Regions from separate parts of the Sus scrofa genome. Here region 1 is linked to region 2. The links are chromatin contacts, called in public promoter capture Hi-C maps. All regions are on one chromosome and are shown on one strand. Each heading gives the region's core, a stretch centred on a gene start, on an enhancer-like site or on the middle of the called end of the contact. The rest is flanking DNA. Distances are from core to core; before and after follow the strand shown.

Region 1 (3,132 bases), core at 184-2,683, 270 kb after region 2:
AAATGCACAACAATTCTAACCAGAGATTTAGACAGAGTGTGAATGTAAAACATTCTATCCTTTTCGAGCATTTCTTTGAATGTGTAGATAATCAAAGTAAAACTTCACAATGCTTTGTTTTGCTTTGTAGTGGTTATCACTTGATGGTTTAATGAGTCAAGTATTCTTTCTTCATATTTAATAGGTTTTTACCAACCCCCTTCATTTACTTATGCCATTATTTAACCTTACCGGCTAAAGTATTTCTTATTGTGTTAGGGGAACTAACCCACACTTTCTCAAGAGTGGCTTGTTCCTTAGCAATCTTCCTTTCTTTCTGCCTCTTCCTGAGAAAATGAGGTTCCCCAATTTCAGCATGTTTCTCCTCTGTATTGTAATTGAGCGACAGTTAACTCAGCTTTGCCAAGTTGATTTCATCTGCTAGTAGATATCCTTTTTTAAAGAAAACTTTTTAACAGTTGTCAGTCTTCAGAGATAACTCAGAATAATATCATCATGCTCCTTCTGTTTGTTTTTAAACTGACACTACAGCTGTCCTGTCCTTGCATGTGTGTGTGTGTGTGTGTCTTGTCCTTTTCACGCTGGAGCTACAAAATTCATTTGAGCTCCAGAGAAAAGCAGGACTGTCAATGACCATTATTAAATAAATCGAAGTCATTGAGCATTTAACTCTTCACTGATTAAAAACTCAGCTGTTTCTCTCTGTGGATATAATTAGGAGGCAATACTTAACAGTTTTCCCAGATGTTGAGTCATCTGTAGGATTGCCAGAATATATAGGATGCCCTGTATGTTATCAGCATATGAGCAGCGAATAATTTTTTAGTATGCATTTATGTCTTGTGCCATGTTTGGGACATACTTGTATTTTTAGGAAATTGTTTATTTGAAAACAAAATTTAACTGAACATGCTGTATTTTTATTTCATAAATCTTGCAACTCTAGTCACCATCTATTTACCAAACTATAATAATAGCCTTTTGGTAAAATTTGTTGTCAAGAGTATTTTAGCTCAGAAGCACTACCTTTGGAATAGAGGTCAAGGTTTCAAAGTTTTGAATTTGTGACATCAATGCTGCGCAAAAATAGGTCTAGGGTAACTGCAAGTTTTGAAATTCACAGGTATGTATTCGGTAGGAAAGGAATGGAGGAATACGTTAAAAGAAGTCATGGACTGGCCGGTTGGGGTTTCTAAAGATAAAAATACGGGCCTAGAAAGTCTTTTCAAAGACGGTGAAAGTTACCAAAGCAACAGACCTTCACTGTTTAGTGAGTAAAGAGCGCGAGACCTGAGCAAATTAATAGGAGCCGAGGAGGAAAAGGCTGGGCGCGTGAAGCCAATCAGAGACGAGATGGGTGGGACTAGACTCCTGGAAGGCGGGGGCTTCGGCAGTGTGGTCTCCGAAGTGTTGGATTCAGCCAATCCGAAACGAGAAGGGCGGGGCCTAGACTCCGGGAGGGGTTGGTCTTGAGGAACTGAAGCTCTTGGCAAAGGCGTCTTTCACTTACCTGCCTCTACACTTGCACCTCCGCTTCTCTGTCTGCAGAGCGGACGCCGACTCTCTGGGTGACGAGAGACACTGGTGGGATTGTCATGGCCTACCCAGGATACGGAGGAGGGGTGAGTCCTGGCTGCTTCAGCGTGGCCCTCGCCTCCGCCGGGAGTGTTGTCCCTGCGGGTGGTGCTGACGTGCCTGGTACTTCCTAGGTCGGTCCGTGCTTCCTCCGCCTGCTTCTAGTACCCCGCGGCGCCCAGCCCCCGCGCAGTGCTGGAAGCCGGGCTGGGGCCTCGCGGGGAGCTGCAGGTGTTCTGGTCACTGAGGGCCCCTTAAGCGAGTCCGTGTGAAGTCCAGGGGGTGGAGTGTTTTTTTTTCTCTGGAATGGAGGGAACAAAGCATCTTTTTTTTTCCCTTCTTGTTCCAGTCATCTTTTGTGGTCAATCCCTTCTCCTCCACCTCTTCCCCAGTTTTAATGGACATCCTCTTCCTGAATTTTTGACCAGTTCTTTTCCGTTTTTTGTTGCTTATGAATAAACTAAGACGTGACAAATATCTTCTAACATTGACTATTCCACCGAGGAATTTTTGGGGGGTGGGGGACGAGTAGGTGGAGAGGGTTATTTTTTCTTACGAAACTATTTATCCTGCATCACCTTTGGGAGTTGGGAGTTGTAATTTTAGTATCCATTATAGTAACATGAAATACAAACTTAAAATTTCAATTTATATGTATTTTAACCTAGGTAAGTATTACAGTCATCGGTATTTTCAAGCATAATATGTTTTAAGCATAGAAAACTTAGATGAGATATTCATGGAAGAAATAGAATGAAAAATGAGTTCCAAGAATAAAAAGAAAAAGGCAAATTTCTAAATGTTTCGGAAAAGCTTTATCTCTCTTTTTTTTTTTTAAGTAGGTGGGAGCAAGTATCAGATCATTATAGCATTTAGATAGCAAAGGATATTTTCCAAAGAGTGATGTAAAACTTTATTTGTAAATGTCAAGACTTATAGTATATTAGGCATTGCATTTCTCTATTTAAACTAAGACCATAGTATGTCAGTATAAAATGTGGGGAAAGGTATATAACTTTTTAACATTAATTTAGGGATGGGGAGCAAGTGTTTGAAGAACACTGACATATAAGGTACAGATGGTAGAGTTCTGTGCGTTGGTCTCTCACTTGTTTCCTTTCAGCCTATTGTGACTTATTACACAGTTTATATGAGCAGAATTCTCTCATATGATCTAGTTTAACAGATATAACCTTCACAAAATGGACAAGTAATTGAAAATATCTATGAAGAAACCAAGGCTCAAAGATAACACTAAAGAGGAGCTACCGTTGGGCTCAGCAGGTTAAGAACCGGACACAGTGTCTTGTGAAGATGCAGGTTCGATCCCTGGCCTTTCTCAGTGGGTTTAGGATTCAGCATTGCCATAAACCTGGGGTGTAGGTTGTAGATGCAGCTTGGATCCGCGGTTGCCATGGCTGTAGTGTATGCCTCAGCTGTAGCTCTGATTCACCCTTAGCCCAGTAACTTACATGTGCTGCAGGTGTGGCTGTAAAAAGAAAAAAAGACAATACTAAAGATTCAAAAATGTGCAAAATCACACAAAAATGACCTTGT
Region 2 (2,990 bases), core at 391-2,890:
CAGAATTTCCCAGAAGTGCTCTTTCTAATACCCAGAGAGGTTTGCTCAAGCCTCTCTAAATTATCTCATTGAATTGTAATCACAGTTATTCAGAGACATGGCAACCTCTCTGGAGGTCCCTTCAAGAGAATGTTCTTGAAATCTTTGTTCAAAGATTTGAACAAAGGCTATCCAGGTTACATTGATTTGTTTGCATTTCTGTTTCCCACTAGACTATAAACTTCCTGAGGTCAGGGAGATTTATATTTATAAAATTTAATCTTTGAATTTGCAGCAACTAGCACAATTCCTGGAACATGATGTAGGCCATGTGAATATTTACTGATCCTATGGGTGACCCATCCTTTTCTGACAAGAAGGCTTGTGTGTGTGGTTGTTTAAATATACAAAGTGCCACTTTATGAAAACAGTTATATGTTAACAGTTTACAACAGTCAAAAAAAAAAAAATGGACAGACACCTGTCTTTTAAGAGTCTAAGATGGTGGTAATCACTGCTTTCTGAAGTAACTAAAAGTCATTATCAATAGGTCAACACCATCAGTTATTTAAACTTTGGCACCTCTGCCCTGGCCCTGAAATTGTCAGTCAAAACCAAACATGATTTTTGATAGCTCTACAAACTAATTCTGAACTGTCACCTTGAAATCTAACTAAGAGCCCTCAGTATCTAAGCACCATCTACACATTTCCTAGTTGACTAGACCAAGAGAGAAAACACTACAGTTGGCTGACCAGAATGTGTAATACTGAAATGAAAGTTAACTACTGAAATGGAAAGTAGGGCCAGAGAAGACCCAAACTAGTTATTCTTATTTGTTGACATCCAACAGTGTGTATTTCATTTTATGAGTGTTTTATGTTAACAGCTAGGACAAAACCGAAACAGTGAGACAAGCTAAAAGAAATCAAGGTGGCTTTAAATGAAAGAATCCACCAAACAGCACTGATCCCACCCACTCGGAGTATTACCATGGACACCAGAGGCAGAGGAGAAATACCTACTTCTTTAAATGGTCAAATAGTTACTTTCCTGCAGCCCAACTCTCCAACTGATGGATATTCATCACCCCTGAAGGGAAACACCTGGGCTCCCCGAGCACTGCCTTTTCTTAAAAATGTATTTTGGGGCTTGCTTTCTTATTGTTTTCCCCCTTCTTATGACATCCTTATGCTGTTTGAGATTTATGAACATTACCTCTTTTCCTTTGAAGATCGTAGCCACGAAAGCTTTTTTTAAATATAAATTCAAAACGTACTAAATTTAAGTTTAATAAAAAGAAAAAATCTTAAAACTTCCCCTTATTTTCAGGAAGCATGTATTTGCCATAGATAAAACGTGGCAGGCGCAAGGCTCTCGTAGCCTAAACACTGGAGACCTGCAAAGTGAATCTAGCGGCTGCACTAGAAGCAGCAACCATGCCTGCGAAGCCTCAGCGACGACCTGGTGCACTGGTCCCACCAAATCCCTACTTCTCCTTGGTATGGTAAATTAGAACTTGATCCCAGTCTCCAACTGTCTTATCTTTTCCGAATGTTTTAAACTTACTGCCTTTGTTCAGCAGAACCACGGGCACGGTGATGACGGTGACGAGCGCAGCTATCCCCAGCAGTCCCAGGAGCACCTTCCACGGTGTCTGCAAGCCGGGCAGATCACTTCCAGTTAGAGCCAGTCGCTTGGCCCCAGTTTGGGTAAGAGGGTCGGGGCCTTGGCTGCACCAAGGCACCGAGCTTTGCCGCCGAGCGCGCACTGGGAGAGGGGCACTGCGTGCTGGGTGGGTTTCCAGCGCGCCAGTCGGAGGCTGCAAGAGCGACTTCCCTTGAACTTTTGGCCTTTGAGCACTTTAATGTTTGCTTTTCTACCCCTGAACGTCAGAAGCCAAGTGTGGGTTCGGGCGGGCGTTTTGCCAGTGGCTTTCCGAGTCCTCCAAGGCTCGGAGCCTGGGTTTTAGCAGAAACCCCGCGGGTCCGAGAGCTAGGTGAGAGTCCCTGGGGCGTCCCTTCACCTGTCAGAGGGTGGCTCTGGTGCTTCCGCCTGGTAAGAGCCCCTAGTTTCGATCCGCCAAGTTTTGGGGCAGTTTGGGGAGAGTTTGTTGAAGAGGCATCTACAACTCCCCCCTGGCGCTCGGGGGTGGGGGTGGGGGCGGGAGGCGCGCTACTCACTCACTCACTCACCTTCATGGTCGGCGTCTCCTCGGAACTGAGCCTTAAGAGCTGGAGCGCAGGCAGAAGTCAGGCGAGCCGCCGGGTCGCGCGTGCAGCTCCGCCGCTCGGGGCGCGCAGTCACTAGGCTTTCCCAAGTTTCGGCCCCGAGTTAAACATTAGTGAGCACCGCGCCGGCAGGGTATAAAGGGCCGCGGGCAGACTGAGGGCGAAGGCGCGCCGGCTCCGGGCACTGTATTCCGGCCGGGGGGCGCCCGAGAGGCACCTCCCCACGGGCAGGGCGGCTGCCCGGCGCGCAGGGCCCAGGGCCCGGGGGACGAGCGGGAGGGGTGTGACAGCCCAAGCTCCGTGTGAGCAGTCCCCTGGCATCCGACGCGGAACTCAGAGGCTGCAGTTGCAGCCCGGGAGACCATGGTCTGCCTTAACTGAAAGGGACTTTTGCGCTCAGATTCTGCGCCCTCTTAGGGGGAGGCAAGGTGAAGGACGGAGTCCAGAGAAGGGACTGGGCTCTGCAAATTCACACAGCTCACTGCTGGCAGCTGAAACTAAAGCCCAGGCCTGTCCTTTGCCAGTAAATGATATGTTGGGGAGTTCTGGGGTGTTTAAAGCTTTTGGAAGGCCAAGAGAAAGAAAAAGATTTTTCACTTGTGGATGGCGCTTAGAGGCTAAGGGTCTGGATTCTTTTTCCGCAGGAGATTTCCGGTTTGTCTTGCACGTTTACCTTCTCATCACGATGCCAAAAATAATAATACCAACACTTATGTTACTTTTCCCCAGGAACTCTCTAAGCATTTTTGTGTTTATTTTACAGGGAGGAAGCCTGAGCAC

What was found. Promoter capture Hi-C pulls out the DNA fragments that hold promoters and counts their contacts.
Region 1: a contact with region 2 is called in a promoter capture Hi-C map of liver, with 2.1 times the contacts expected there. The contact joins the promoter of GCA here to the promoter of DPP4 in region 2. A contact is called at or near these places in 1 of 5 promoter capture datasets (liver) and 1 of 2 datasets of contacts at active chromatin or transcription factors (alveolar macrophages).

What each region holds. Positions count from the first base shown.
Region 1 is chr15:69,013,797-69,016,928 of Sscrofa11.1, forward strand. GCA (grancalcin) reads left to right here and starts at 1,434. Exons shown (of 8, transcript XM_021075773.1): 1 at 1,434-1,622. The coding sequence starts at 1,596.
Region 2 is chr15:68,741,321-68,744,310 of Sscrofa11.1, forward strand. DPP4 (dipeptidyl-peptidase 4) reads right to left here and starts at 1,641. Exons shown (of 25, transcript NM_214257.1): 1 at 1,549-1,641. The coding sequence starts at 1,641. LOC110257119 (a long non-coding RNA gene) reads left to right here and starts at 1,567. Exons shown (of 4, transcript XR_002339357.1): 1 at 1,567-1,691; 2 at 2,974-2,990.